Regions from separate parts of the Mus musculus genome. Here regions 1, 2 and 3 are each linked to region 4. The links are chromatin contacts, called in public HiCAR-type and promoter capture Hi-C maps. All regions are on one chromosome and are shown on one strand. Each heading gives the region's core, a stretch centred on a gene start, on an enhancer-like site or on the middle of the called end of the contact. The rest is flanking DNA. Distances are from core to core; before and after follow the strand shown. Region 1 has its middle 340 kb from the start of Gm27393. Region 2 overlaps Tns3 (tensin 3). Region 3 has its middle 370 kb from the start of Tns3. Region 4 holds the start of Ramp3 (receptor (calcitonin) activity modifying protein 3).

Region 1 (3,384 bases), core at 852-3,351, 1.6 Mb after region 4:
TCACTCATAATTCACACATTAATACAAATCTGTCAGTCTCCTCTGAGTGAGTCAAATGGGAGAAAAAAAAATCCTTGCACAGCCCAGGACCTCCCAGCATATGTGTCTTGCTGTGTAAATAAACCCCAAGCAGCCCACATACCAGCACTAGAGCCTTTGTTCATCCCACAATAAGCTGAGTGTACAACTTAGTTTATACTCCACATAGAAACCGTATCCAGGACACAGCTAACAGACGGCAAGAACCAAACCATAAAGTCTCCAAGCATTTAAGAATTACAGGAACTCCCCAAGAGAGAAGCAAAATCGCTGGAGTTGTTTTACTGAGTGAGTCAACACGGTGAGCTTTTAATCCCGCAGGCACTGCTCAAATCCTGAGGGCAGCAGAGTGGTCAATGTTGAGGGAAGACATCCTGCAGAGTGCAGCCCACCTTCCGCTGTCTGAATCCTCATAAGCATGGGAAAGAGACATAGGAGAAGTGCATTGTGCTGGGGGTTTGCTGCAGGAAGGCTGCAAAGGGGCCCTGGGCAAGCAAAGAGAACCTTGTCAGTCCTGTTGCAGCATCTGAGTCCCTAAGAAGAGAAGAGCAGGGGTATGGGGTCTAACGAGCAGGCACAGGCCCGGAGCACTGTGCTCTGGTTTTATTCCTCACTAGGGGAGCAACCACACCCTGCCTCCTGTACACTTGTTTTGGGGAGTGATCTTGAAAAGCACTTCATGAGACAGTGTCATCATTTACTCAGTGAAGTCCTACTGGGAACACAGTAAGGCTACTGGGTACAAGTTCACACAGCTGGGGTAGCAGATGAGAAAATGACTCCACGAAGCTATGGACTGTGTGTCTGTGCATCCCTAAATTCCCATATTGAAATCCTCATCCCAAGATATATTCTTGTGGATGAAATTTACCCAGAAGAGATGAGTAAGTCATAATGGTAAAGCAATAGTTAATGGGATTAGATACCCTAGCAAAGAGACTCCCAAAGCTCCTTGGACTCTTTCTGCTGCACAAGGACAATAAGAAAGTAGTCTTCAGAAATCATGAAAAAGTCCTCACATAGCCCAACCATGTTTTCATCTTTGTCTTGGACATTCTTCCTACACCAAGAAGCATAAAGATAAATTACTTTTCTTTCAAAACCACCAGCCTGTGTTACTTAGTTATAGTAGCTCAAAAGTACTCAGATGGTCAGATTTCAAGTTCTGTGTGCATTACCCTGTCATATTAACAAGTCATGGATTATAATATTTGGACAAGTGGCAGGAGACATTGGGAAAGACTTCAGAATCCCCAGTATTGTGAAATGCTGTCCTGTGGGTATAGTATGGTCATTCCCTCTTGAGCACTCTGTAGCTGTAACTACCTACATGAGACCTGTAATAGAATGGACCCATGCCTCATGGATGGAATGGGATGGAGGTTATAAGCTCCCCACCCCAACCCTGAAGGTTATAGTCACCTACCAGAGTCCATGCTGCTCCTTTATGTAACTCCTTTTTGACACAGTAGACTGGACTTGGGTGGTGGTGTTTCCTTGTTCTATCTATCACTGGTACTATATTGGGGTGAGTAGATATTTACTCGCATCTCATGGAAAGTTAAGACAACTCCCAGGAATGCCTCTTGGTTTAATGGACCAGCAGTCCTGAGGTCAGAATTAAGCAGCACGGGTGGTCTGATTAGCAGACAGCCCCCTCTGCATCACAGACAAGCACTGGATCCTATGTCATTCTGAAGTAGCTCCTGCCTTCCTCTAGACCTGGACGTGGAGGCCCATAATCAGACAAAAATGGGCTTTGAGAAAACAATGAGTTTCTCCACAGAAGCTATGAGCAGTTGGAAGAGCTACAAGCAGTCAAGAAGAGTGATCTTAATGCTTTTCTATGGCTATTAAAAACTAGAATACAGTGGAGAAAGTCAGTCAGAAGAAACCTAGAAAAAGATACAGGGAGAACTTCTGGTTTGGGGGGTAGATTGGGAATTTTGGGAATGGAACTGCAGCCGCATATCTGGGAAATAGGCCACCTGGTTCTGAAGCCTCAGACACAACAAACACTTGGGAGGATGCAGGCAATCAAAAGAAACTGGAGCAGGCTATTCACAGGGAAGGAGTCAGGAGCTGCGCTCTGGGTGGCAACGTCAGGAAAGCATTCTGCATGGCTGGAGCTGGCTTGGAAGGGAAACTCACCATGGCTGAGAATGTACTGTTCTCTGAGCCGTTTCCTTTAACAACTTGGAAGGGATAATAATTAATATAAACAGTAGTCACCAGACTTGGCAGCAGGAGAAGAATCTTTGAAGAGCACAGGCTTTGCCGCCAGGCTCAAGTGCCGCTTCTCCTCGGCTGTTTGGTGTGACCCAGGAGACATTAGAGAGACACTCAGAGCCTTGCTCTTCTCATCTGTAACATTAGCAGATGCCTACTTGCACGGCTATTAACATGCTGGCTTGCCTTGTGAGTGCAGAGAGTGTCTGTGATTCCTATTCATCTTGGAATAATTTTATGACCTATAGTGTGGTGGTTTGAGACGACCTAGAGGAAGTAACAACCAAAACTGATGCAAGATTCCAGGGAAAACTCTACCTTTCAAGGAACTTAAAGCTACAAGGAGTTCCTTCTGAAATAAAAAACAAAAACAAAAACAAAACAAAAACAAAAACCCTTCCAGAAGACATTAAAGGATGAACAAATAGCTCATTTATTTTACTAAGCAAGCTTCATTCTGATTTCAAAATAAAATCACTATAAGCCACAAAAGTAAATAGCAGAACCCGTCTTACAGAACGACAATTGAAATTCATAAAATCTAGTTCAAAGGGGATGGAAAGAAGGCTCAGTAGTTAAAAACACCTGCAGCTCTCCTGGAGTACCAGGGGCTGATTCCCAGCACTCATGTGATAGCTCACAAGTGTCTTGACTCGATTTCCAGAGGCTCCAATGCCACCTTTTGGACTCCTAGGGCATCAGGCATGCATACATGCGATACACATATATACATGCAGGCAAAGCACCCAAACACATAAAAACTCTTTAAATTGTTCATAAGTAGAATTCTAACACCAAGACTGAAGGGGTTGGCATGTCCGTAACACGAGGAGCCGTTCTCATTCCCTTGATCTCTGACACATCACATGGTTCTTGGGAAGATTATATAGGAGAGGGAGGGAGGGGAAGAAGGGGAACAAAGGAGAAAACATCTCAGCATCACAATGGTTCAATATTCTAAGGAGACCACTGTCAGAGCCTCACAAAATATGAATAGTGTACTGGAAAAAGCAGAAATTGGTTTATTTGCATATTTGATTATATAGGATAAAAGCTGAAAGCAATGAATTGAGGTGACACTCTTTTCTTACTCAGACAAAATTATACAGCATCTTA
Region 2 (3,391 bases), core at 21-2,520, 1.9 Mb after region 4:
CCTCTAGAGAAGAGAGGAAGGAGATGAGCAACCTCGATGATAGTGACAAGGCTTGAAATGCTTCAGGATGGCATGATGTGGTCCATGCCCTATCCTGCCCCTCCACCCACCCACCCGCATCCCAGTGTTGGGCACTGTCCTGGGATATTGACGTGAGTTTGTTCTTCTCATGTTCACAAAACTTAAGCAAGGTTCTCACTAGGCAGAGGCCACAGCTCCCCAAAAGAAAAAAGGAGCAGGCATGTCCCTTTCCAACTTGATGTGCTTCCTCACGAAGACACACATGCTAGGGAAGGTCCCACCAGGAAGTGTGAAGCCACGCCACCGTGGCCTTCCTGAGCCACACAGGTATGGCTCCTTTGGCCTATGCAGCATCGTCAGCTTCTCTTCTCCAATAGAAACTATGTTGCCAGGAGGCATCTCCAAGACAAAGAAACCACTCTCTCCCTCTTTCCTTCCTGTGTCCAGTGCTAAGACTGGAAACTCCAAAACCAATGACAAAAAATGCAACAACAAAATGAAGCTCAAGACACCTGAGTAAAAACTTAAAATTTGAGAGGGGCAAAAAGAGAGGGGAACGGAGAGGGGGAAGGAAAAAATGGAGAAGAAGGAAGGTATGTAAGGAAAGACAAGAGGAGATGAGAAGACAGAGGGAGGAAGGCAGCTGGAGAAGAGACGAGTCACCTCCCAGGGGACTGAGCTTCTGGACTGTCCCTATTCTCCAGCCGTAGAAGACTCGGAAGCCACCAGCCCAGGAACAGAAAGCTCAGATGGAGGCTTAGCATTGGTTTTCCAGAGAGTGAGGAGATGGGAGCTACACACCCAATCTCCAGTCAGCTTGCTCATCTAGGCTTTCCCCAACCTCCCACCACTCATAACGAGGTCTGAGTGTCAGTCTATCTGTCCTTGAAAACAGGGAGGTGCCCACTCTGCGTGAGCTATGTACAATAAAATGCAACACAAATTCCTAAATCACCCATCATCTCAACAAAGTAGGTCTGCCAAGACCAGGAACAGATCATATCTAAATTGTTCTCCACATGTCAGAAGCTGTGCACATGCCTCGCAGGCTTTCGAACAAAACCTTTCTGAAAATTACTTTACACATATAGATTCTTTTGTAGTCAAGACAGGAGGTGGAAAAAGTAATGTTTAATCTCTTCCAAGAACAAAATTATCTGGAGAAATCACTGTGTTCATCATTATAACCACACTGTAACAACACCAGTCATACACTGGAGTCTGGCTCTCTATGCTATACTCTGGAGACCTGGGATCACAAAGGAGGTCAGGGAACGGGATGCTCAGAGGGCTGGGGCTGAGTAGGGACTTTGTTCTGCATAGACCCAGGAGCTCTGTTATAAAAGATGATCAAGGACAAAGATCTGTCACTGTAATTAAAATACTTTTACTCACAGATTACAGTCCTGAGGGTCACGTTCTTCTCCATTCTCCTGTTGGTTACTTCCCCTTCTTTGAGAAGGAGGTTGTAAACCGGGTGGCTTTGTTCTAAGGCAAAATCAATTTGCCTTCCAGGTCACTATCCTGGGTGGCTGACACAATGGTCATAGCCTGTGGGTACTCACCATGATGTCACCCTTCAGCAGCTGGGCCGGCTCAATGGCGATGCGGATCCTGCTGGGGTTTTCAGAGCCGACATTGCTTCAGATGAACAAGAAAATAGCTCGTTATACAGTTAGTTCCACAGTTTCATGACCACACAGTCCAAGCTGAGAAAATGACTAGATTTTACACAAATAGCCCAGAATTCAGAGGCTGTACCTTGTGGAAATCAGTCAAAAGGTTTGAGAAAGCTCTGAGCTGGGGTGAATTATTCTAGCATCGTCATAGCCCCAGATTGGAAAAGTCATGTTAGGGTTGCCTCAGCCAGGAGAGGAACCAAGTTGGGGACAGACTCTGCTTCTGTGAAAATTGGAGGATACAATGTCTACAGTGTCATCCTTGCATGAAAGAAAGCATGGGGCCAGGGGGAGAATTTGAGCCCAGAAAAAAAAATAATGAGTCTTTCTGGGTGCCAGGATATCTATCATCTTTCTCATTTCCTGTCGCTGTAATCAAAGTGCTATCTACATGACTGCAAACCAAACTTAGGAAGCCATACAAATTCTGCGGATACCTGAAACACTAAGGGGAATGTAAAAACCATGGGTGACTTTGTTCTAGCACTTTCCAGTAGACCAGCTTCCAAACAGTAATGGTGCCCCTCTGCCCCAGCGGCTCCACTGTTCAGCACCCATTGGAGCCAACTAGAGATGCAGGGACCATGCACCTCTCAGAACAGCAGCTTAGGGACCTTAGCATGGCTGGCCCTCCCTGCTCTACTTCTTGTGGGAGAGAACCCATTTCACAATCCTTCCCCAAGTCACCCGAAAAACCCAGCACACGCCAGGCACTTACTAGATTCCAGATGTGTACACAGGCTGCATAGCTTGGTAGAGCTTCAGAAAGGGCCGGCAAGCTGAAAGAGAGGCACAGGCCAAGGAAAGACAGGATCGTGAACACATGCACAGATGTTCCACCAACAAAGGAACATGGTTGGGCCTCCAACCAGAAGGCCATGGGGGCAGGGAGTTAAAGACAACCTGTAGTTCTGTAAGTTCACCTTACTCCTGGTGATCAGGGGGACTAGAAGCTACAGCTACAATCAACTGATGATTGAACACCTGCATGGGTGCAGCCAGGGAGCAAGAGACAGGCTCTGTCCCAGACACGAGCTGTGAGCACCTGCAGGGGACAGGGGGCAAGGTCTCTGGCCATATGCTGGGAGTGCCTACATGGAACAGGGAGTCAGGGAATATGTCACAGAGGAAGAAGGAAGGATGGTGCGTTAGGGGATGGTCTACTGCGCTGGATTCTCTCAAAGCTGTGGAAACCTTGAGAAGAAGCACACAGCTGAACCTCTACAGAGCTGCTGATTCAGGGTGACCCTGGCCTAGCAGGAGCTCATGTACTGGCTACAAGGCTCTTTGTAATCCCCAAGCTGGAGCTCTGCTGACACACTGTAACCATAGCAACAGAACCTAGGTATCCCAGGAGGAAAGGGCTGCTTGTTGAGGGCTCTCTCTAGTCTAGGCTGGGGAAGTCTCTCACCTCCTCCAGTGTCAAAGCTGGGGACACCATGCATGATGACGAAGTGTAGGAACAGAGGTGAGGTGTTCATCTTCATGGCTCCAGACAGTAGCCCGCTGAGAAACTGCACGTACCTGCAGGAGACAGCGGCTAAGACTCCACAGCCAATTCACAGCTGCTGAGTCTAGCGGCAGGCAGTACAGAATGGGAACTGCATCTGGAGATCCTGGGGACACCTTGTCCCACTGTATACAAGGAACAATTAATTATCATCCTATGCTTGTCATGGGGAGTCACTGCT
Region 3 (3,523 bases), core at 270-2,769, 1.6 Mb after region 4:
ATAGAAATATAGTTTACTGATTACTAAAGCCTATATCTGAGAACTGACAAAATAGCTCTACTAGAGAAATACAGTTTTTCAACTTCACTATTGTTATTTTTATGAATGTTGTCTTCCTTTTTGGTGGCAATGGAAACAGAGTCTTCAAAAGAAATCTACAAAGAAGATCCCAGGCTCAGTGCTTCCTGTGAGTTGGACACTCGATAGCAGCAAAGGGTAAAATGCAGCCTAATGCCTCCCATTCCATCTGCTCAGTGGAGTTCACACACCCCAGTGGTGAGGGAAGACACAGAGCAATACTTTTGATGGCAATAGGGACACAGTCTTCAAGAGAAATCTGCAAAGAAGAGCCCCAAATAACATTGAAGAAAATTCAGGTTAACTGATATACACAACTCAATACTGAATATGGAAAATAAGGACATCTGACTGCTCCAAGGGCTCGTCACACTGCAGTAACCACACCCAAAGATATTGAAACAGGTGAGATGCCAGACAATGACTTCAAAAGACCAATTTTTAAAATGATCAGTGACTTCAAACCAGTTACATATAAATAGCTGAGTAAATTATAGAAGATGATATGACAGAGTGAGAGGGTCAACAAAGAGACTGAGATTCTGAAATGGAGCCAAGCAGAAAGCTTAGCAATGTGAAGCTTGGTTAGACAAGAAACACTCAGGGGAACTCAGCAATAGGATCAAGTGAAATAAAGTATATGAGAACCTGATATTATACTTCTAACATTTACTTAATGGGTGTGCTCCTGTGTACATGTGTGCATGCACATGCCATGTTGTACATCTAGAGGTCAGGGAAAATTTGGACGATTCAGTTCTTTTCTTTTACCATATGTTTTCCAGGGTTACAACTCAGGGCTTCAAGCGCCTTTACCTGCTGAGTCATCTCACTGGCTCTACTTCTATTAAAAATGAATCTGTCATCTATCTGTCATCTCTGTATCTATCATCTGTCAATATGCATCTATCTACAATAGATATATAAGTAGATATAAAAATACTCGAGCTTAATAGCAGAGTTATGAAAACACAAAATTAAAATAATAGTTTGACATTGGCTTTGCTATCCCCGACCTCATCCTTTACATGTGAGCACCTTTTAGCAAATGTGCATGGTATTTGCATATGAAAACCACAGAGTAGCTATTAAAAGCAATGAAAATACTCCAGATGCTACATAGCCCCACTCACATCCGATCAGCAATAAAATTCTTGGAACTCAACAATTTTGATCTGTCTTATAACAGCTCATTGGAAACCGGGGGGGAAATACAACCAGTAAAAGGGATGGAAAGAATTTTTCCCTCAGGAATTTAAAATCTTGACTCAGATTTTGTAGAACGGTTAATTAGAATTAAAATTCACAAGGTCAGAGTGTAAGAATAATAGCTCTCCTCCAAGAACAAACCATGTGACGTTTTACTCAGTCCTGAATGGCCTGAGACTAGCTGAATAGTTTCAGCTGCCTGAAAATCCAGACCTGCTCTTGGCAAATGTGTTGGCACCCCAAGTCCAAGGACACAGGCCCTATAGGGGAAGTAATATGATCCCCTGGCATGGTGCTTTATCCACATCCACCTAGCCCATCTGCATCTCCATGACAACCAGGGCTGTGAATCCCAGGGAAGAATTCAGGCCTGGGAGTCTTATAGACTGAAAGTTGAAGCCAGCTGCGCCAGATTCCTGCTCTCTGATATTTAGCTATTTATTTACATTCTCTCAGTTATGAAGAATAAACTAATCCATAGGAAGCACAGGATCCAGTGAGCTCATGTTAAAGCTCAGGAAACATCATTATTTATTTTTATGTTTTAATTTCTTTGGGAAGCAAAAATGCTTACTGTAGGACATGTGGATTTATCATTCAAGAAAAATATAAGTAAATCTTAATAAAATTTAAAAGGTCATAGTTACAGAAGTTAAAGGGCAGAAATAACCCAAGTATATATTTTCCAATAACAATTACAAAACTATGCAAGATCCTTGCAATGCTGTATAACCCCACCATAAAAGTCAACACTGCTACATGTTAACACATGGATGAGTCTCAAAAGTATTATACGAAGTGAAAGGACTTGGACGCCAAAAGTAATTATTGAATATCACAGTTATATTAAATATTCAGGAGATGCTAACTTTTGAAAAATATGAAGATGATTAGTCATCATTGGTTTCTAAAGATACACAGAGTAGGTATCAGGCATTTAATATAAAAATGGGGTTTCTCTTGCAGGAAAGAAAAGCTAAATGAGTCAGATGGTGATATCATGAAAGTAATTAATGCCACAGTAAAAAGTACTGAAATAAATAGGACTAGATAATTTCACTTCAGTTTTGTAAGTTTCAAACTCTTCACACCAAAACACCACTCAGAAAATCAAGCATGAAAAAAAAAATTGTGGAGTAAATCTATATGTATGTAGCATGATATAGATATGACTTCTATTTTAAAGTCTTGCTAAAATTTTCATGCAGACAATTCAAATGTAGAACATAAAATCATCAAAAAGTACACTTAAGGATTGGTTAAATAATCAATTTAATCGCCTTGAAATCATAATCAAATAGGGAACAAAATACCCATGGAGGGAGTTACAGAGACAAAGTTTGGAGCTGAGATGGAAGGATGGACCATCCAGAGACTGCCCCACCCAGGGATCTATCCCATAATTGGGCACCAAATGTGGACACTATTGCATATGCCAGAAAGATTTTACTGACAGAACCCTGATATAGCTCTCTCTTGTGAGGCTATGCCAGTGCCTGGCAAATACAGAAGTGGATGCTCACAGTCATCTATTGGATGGAACACAGGGCCCCCAATGGAGGAGCTAGAGAAATTATCCAATTAACTGAAGAGGTCTGCAACCCTATAGGAGGAACAACAATATGAACTAACCAGTATCCCCAGAGCTCGTGCCTCTAGCTGCATATGTATCAGAAGATGGCCTAGTTGGCCATCATTGGGAAGAGAGGCCCCTTGGTCTTGCACACTTTACATGCCCCAGTACAGGGGAACGCCAGGGCTGAGAAGCAGGAGTGGGTGGGTTGGGAAGCAAGGCAGGGGGAGGGTATAGGGGACTTTTGGGATAGCATTTGAAATGTAAATGAAGAAAATATCTAATTTTTTTTAAAAACTGTTTAATAAATAAATAAATAAATAATAGGAAAAAATCATAATCAAAGCTCAGTAAGTTAATTTAACCACTAATCTAAATAGCTAAAATTGACATCAATCTCATGAAGTACTGGCCAGTGAGCTGCAGGGATCCACTTGAAAATTGTTTTTTAAGAGATATAAAAACAAAAACTAATAAGAATGCTCCTAAAAACCTGCTTTAAAATGCTCATTTAATTTTCAAGTGTGTGTGCATGTATGTGCACATGTGTATGTGTGTATGCATGCATGTGTGCATGCATGTGTGCACACACTTGTGCCAGCACATGTGAGTTCAACTGCTGCAGAGGCTGGAAGAGATTATCATTGTCCTGGGATTTGAGTA
Region 4 (3,589 bases), core at 899-3,398:
TTGTCATGTCCTCAGAGGCTTCTCCACAGTGACTGCTATCTCCGAGAGGGAATTCTGTCTCTCAGCCCTGTATCCCTATGGTCACAGGATCTCTGTGGTGGACAGACTGTCAAAGGCAGCTTGGCTCTGACCAGCCCTGGCTCACACTGTCCTGCTTGACACCGCTGGGGTCCCAGGGGTCAGTCAGTCATTATGTAGAATAGAGAGCAGGATCTGGACAGGTCTGGAGAGAGGAGCCGTGACTCCGAGTGAAGGAGACAGTTCTGTACCATGCCACATGTGCAGCCTAGCCAGGGCCCGGGGGCCCGGGAGGGAGGGGGATGGGAAGAGCGGGCGGTCCCTACGTCAGGAAGGCTGAATGGTGGCTATGGCACTGACCTCCCTTTGGTACCGTCCTTCCTCATCTGCTTTGAAGGTGTGACATAGGCTGCGGCTCAGCAGGATTAGAGGCCCTTGGGGCATACCAGGGGCATGGGCAGCCCTGTGTAGCTGAGGTGTTGGGACTCACCTCTGTGGACTGAGTGAGCTTTCTCCACAGCAGAGCCAGTGAGCAGGTCCTGCATTCAGCTGCCCGAGTAGTGCCCACCCGAGGTGTGCGTTCGTCATTGCTGACGATAGTCAAGGTGGTACAGAGTCTGCCTTCCCGTTTCTGACTTCAGGTTGTGGGACAATCAGCCCTCTATAAGAGCAACCTGCTGGCTTATCCTTTTTGTCCTGATTAGCGCCCCCTCCCCTTAGCACAGGGGCAGGGATAATGGCCTAGATGTTGGCCCCTCTTGAAGGAGGATGACTGACCAAGTTAAATCAGTTTTACTTTTAATTAGACTCCTTTGTTATTGCTGTAGCAAGCCCAGGCTTCCTAGGTTCTCTTTGCTAACTGGTTTTTAAAAATGCTATTTTTTTTAATCTTTAAGATTTCTTTGGTTTATATGTATGGGTGTGCACAATTGCGTGCGGCACCCTCAGAGGCCAGAACGAACTGGATCCCATGGAGCTGGCGATACAGATGATCATGCGCTACCTCCAGTACCTGTGGGAACCAAACCCAGGTCCCCTGTAAGTGCCCTTAACCACTGTGACATCTCTTCAGCCCTAAAGTAGTTACAGGGTTTTGTTTGTTTATTTGCTTGTTTGTTTTTGTTTCTGGCTTCGACCAGAATTTTCTCAGTGAAAATTCACAGAAAGTTGTAGTGAGCCTTTCTAGGTCAGGAAAGGTGAGCTGAGCTCAGTGATGGGGCGTGGGAGACAGAAGTGCTTGTTTAGGTGGGGAAAGCCATCCTCCCAGGTCTGGGCCTTAGCTCTCAGACCAGCAAGTGCTTTCCTGGGGGACAATAAGCTTTGGAGGACAAAGAGGTCTGCTTTTCTCTTTCTGAGGAGTGGTCCCAACATTGGGAACAGGAAGCTGTCCTGGGCTTGAGGGACAGATGTAGTCTATGGTGGGAGAAACTGAGGCCTTTTCTTTTCTTTCTACCTGCTGATTCCAGAAGCCAGGTCCTTGGAGGCCCCGTCACTGACCCGCCTGCCCTCAGTTAGCTTCAGACTTAGCCATTTGTGTTTGCATGTGTGCACACCCAAGCTCCCCTCCCCAGTGCCTCAGTCTGGAAGAATGCCCCCCCCCCCCCCATCTGCTCAGCAACCCACTTCATGCCCTTCTCTGTCCCTTGGAGACAGGCAGGGCTCTCAGACTTGTCTCTGCTTAAATTTATGTGCCTGGCTTAGGGGGGTCCCACAGGACCTGCAAGGATGAACCCCGGGTTTCTCCGAGTTCAACCTCTTGTCTGTCTTCTGCCTGGCTCCCCTCTATCAACCTGTACTGCATAACTCCCTTCATTTCTCCAGCTTGCTTCCCAGTTTGACACTGAGGTTAATCCGGCTCATCCCCAGACCAAACCTGCAGTCTTCCGGTTAGAACCCCTTCTCCATTCCCGCCACGCTGGACTGGCTCTCCCACCCGACTGCACTTCCCCTTCCTCTGTTCCAGTCTATATCCCAACGCGACCCCCACCTCCTGTCCCCACCACCTGCCCCTCCAGAGAGAAGCTGAGAATTCTAGGCAACGGAGGGAGTCAGGGGCGGGGTGGGGGCGTGGCCTGGGTTGGGGCTCTCCGAGGTCCCGCCCTGGTCCCGCCCCAAGCCTCTTACCTCCGAATGTCGCTGTTGCTGCAAGCCGGCTGCATCTTAGTTGGCCATGAAGACCCCAGCACAGCGGCTGCACCTTCTTCCACTGTTGTTGCTGCTTTGTGGTAAGGAGACATTTGGGTCGGGGTACTCCATCTCCTCGGGTCCTTGGGACCCACGCGGACTCTCTCCTTCCCGCGTCCAGCCTAGGCTGCGCTCTTCCCCCCCCCCCCCCCCCCCCAGAGTTTGGAAAAGACACAGGCACGCTGACTCCAGCACATCCTGCAGGTTTTGTGGAGGGTCTTCATAACTCCTCCAACCTTAGAAGAGCTGAGGGAAAAGGCTTTGAGCTGCAAGGGCTGCACAGTTCCCTGTGGGGTAGAGATATTCTGGGGTCCAGGGAAGGGTCTTTGGTGAGGTAGTGAGTTTCTTTCCCATCCTGCCCCGGGCACATGGCACACAGGTGCAGGTAGCTAGAATCCTTTTCCAGTGAGAAAATCGGACTCAGGGAGAAACATTGCTTTCACAAGATAGAAATGGGATAAATATTAAGCTTGTTTTGAAAGGGGTGTGGAGGGAATAAAGTTAGTAGGGAGACATATTAAAGGAGCCTGAGGGAGTTTAATGGGGCGGGGAGAGTAGGAGTGGATATGCTCAAAATACTTTGTATACATATGTAAAATTTCAAAGAATAAAAAGTGAAGTATCTTACTGAAGAAGTTACCCAAGGATAAATAAGAGGATACATGTATGTGTATGTGTATGTGTATATGCTTGTGTACACACATGTATGCATGTACCTGTGGCTCTGGGTGTGCCTGATTGTATCTGTGTGCCTGTGTGGGCATGTGTGTGCATGAGTGCCTGTGGAAGGGTTTGATAGGAGAGGGCTTGCTGGGCAAGGCCAGTGCTTGGCTAGAACTGTGAGGGAAGCTGTTGGCAGGAGGGGGCTCTGTCCTCCAGGAGGAGGGGCTCTGTCCTCCAGGAGGAGGGGCTCTATCCTCCCTCCAGGTGGAGGGGCTCTGTCCTCCAGGGCCATGGTCCCGAGTTTTCCTTACTCTCCTGGTTCAGCCTCCTTGGCTGTAAGATGAAGTTGGACCTGTTTGTAGTGTCTTCCTCAGTGTTGATGACTTGGGATGCGGTCTGGGAGTTGGGACAGAGGTGGGCCAGACTCAACAATTAGTTCTCTCCCTTTGAAGAGGTCTCTGCTTACAGAGTGAGACCATTTTTCGTGTTCTACAGTGGGCGCTCAGGCTGGGGTAGTTTTATGTTGAAGGCTGGGACTGTGACCACCTCCAGAAGGCAGTGAGCTGTTTTGGGATTTCAGCAAGCCTCCAGTGCAAGGCTCCCCTGGTGAGGAGTTTGGTTTCTAGAGGAAGGAGGTCCAGAGTTTATCTGGAAGGAAACCATGTCTCTCCTGACTGTTTCTAGTATGGAACTGGGAAGCAACACAGACAGAAACCTCATGAAA

What was found. Promoter capture Hi-C pulls out the DNA fragments that hold promoters and counts their contacts. HiCAR-type assays count read pairs that join an accessible place to other places.
Region 1: a contact with region 4 is called in a HiCAR-type map of astrocytes, with 7 times the contacts expected there. The contact joins the enhancer-like site here to the promoter of Ramp3 in region 4. A contact is called at or near these places in 12 of 39 promoter capture datasets (the 3T3-L1 cell line, 3T3-L1-derived adipocytes, the C10 cell line and 7 more), 6 of 484 Hi-C or Micro-C datasets (cardiomyocytes, cerebellum, cerebral cortex and 2 more) and 1 of 115 datasets of contacts at active chromatin or transcription factors (astrocytes).
Region 2: a contact with region 4 is called in a promoter capture Hi-C map of the SN4741 cell line, with 5 times the contacts expected there. The contact joins the enhancer-like site here to the promoter of Ramp3 in region 4. A contact is called at or near these places in 4 of 39 promoter capture datasets (the SN4741 cell line, cranial neural crest, hippocampal neurons and 1 more), 1 of 15 datasets of contacts at CTCF or cohesin (large pre-B cells), 1 of 484 Hi-C or Micro-C datasets (palatal mesenchyme), 1 of 115 datasets of contacts at active chromatin or transcription factors (astrocytes) and 1 of 9 other capture datasets (embryonic stem cells).
Region 3: a contact with region 4 is called in a promoter capture Hi-C map of second pharyngeal arch cranial neural crest. The contact joins the enhancer-like site here to the promoter of Ramp3 in region 4. A contact is called at or near these places in 8 of 39 promoter capture datasets (the 3T3-L1 cell line, cranial neural crest, frontonasal cranial neural crest and 4 more) and 4 of 484 Hi-C or Micro-C datasets (the N1E-115 cell line, cortical neurons, embryonic stem cells and 1 more).

Annotation. Positions count from the first base shown.
Region 1 is chr11:8,227,795-8,231,178 of GRCm38.p6, forward strand. No RefSeq gene overlaps it. Among named protein-coding and RNA genes, the nearest start is that of Gm27393, 340 kb to the left of the region's middle. Within about 2 kb of position 2,102, at least 39 of the 459 cell types and tissues checked have an H3K27ac peak or open chromatin away from gene starts, as enhancers often do. A contact at or near this core is called in astrocytes and cerebellum, where this site is marked.
Region 2 is chr11:8,529,286-8,532,676 of GRCm38.p6, forward strand. It overlaps Tns3 (tensin 3), which reads right to left. Exons shown (of 31, transcript NM_001083587.1): 11 at 3,112-3,224; 12 at 2,419-2,479; 13 at 1,587-1,662. Among named protein-coding and RNA genes, the nearest start is that of Tns3, 130 kb to the right of the region's middle. Within about 2 kb of position 1,271, at least 29 of the 459 cell types and tissues checked have an H3K27ac peak or open chromatin away from gene starts, as enhancers often do. A contact at or near this core is called in the SN4741 cell line, where this site is marked.
Region 3 is chr11:8,292,297-8,295,819 of GRCm38.p6, forward strand. No RefSeq gene overlaps it. Among named protein-coding and RNA genes, the nearest start is that of Tns3, 370 kb to the right of the region's middle. Within about 2 kb of position 1,520, at least 15 of the 459 cell types and tissues checked have an H3K27ac peak or open chromatin away from gene starts, as enhancers often do. A contact at or near this core is called in second pharyngeal arch cranial neural crest, where this site is marked.
Region 4 is chr11:6,656,385-6,659,973 of GRCm38.p6, forward strand. It overlaps Ramp3 (receptor (calcitonin) activity modifying protein 3), which reads left to right and starts at 2,149. Exons shown (of 3, transcript NM_019511.3): 1 at 2,149-2,243. The coding sequence starts at 2,189. It also overlaps the pseudogene Gm11978.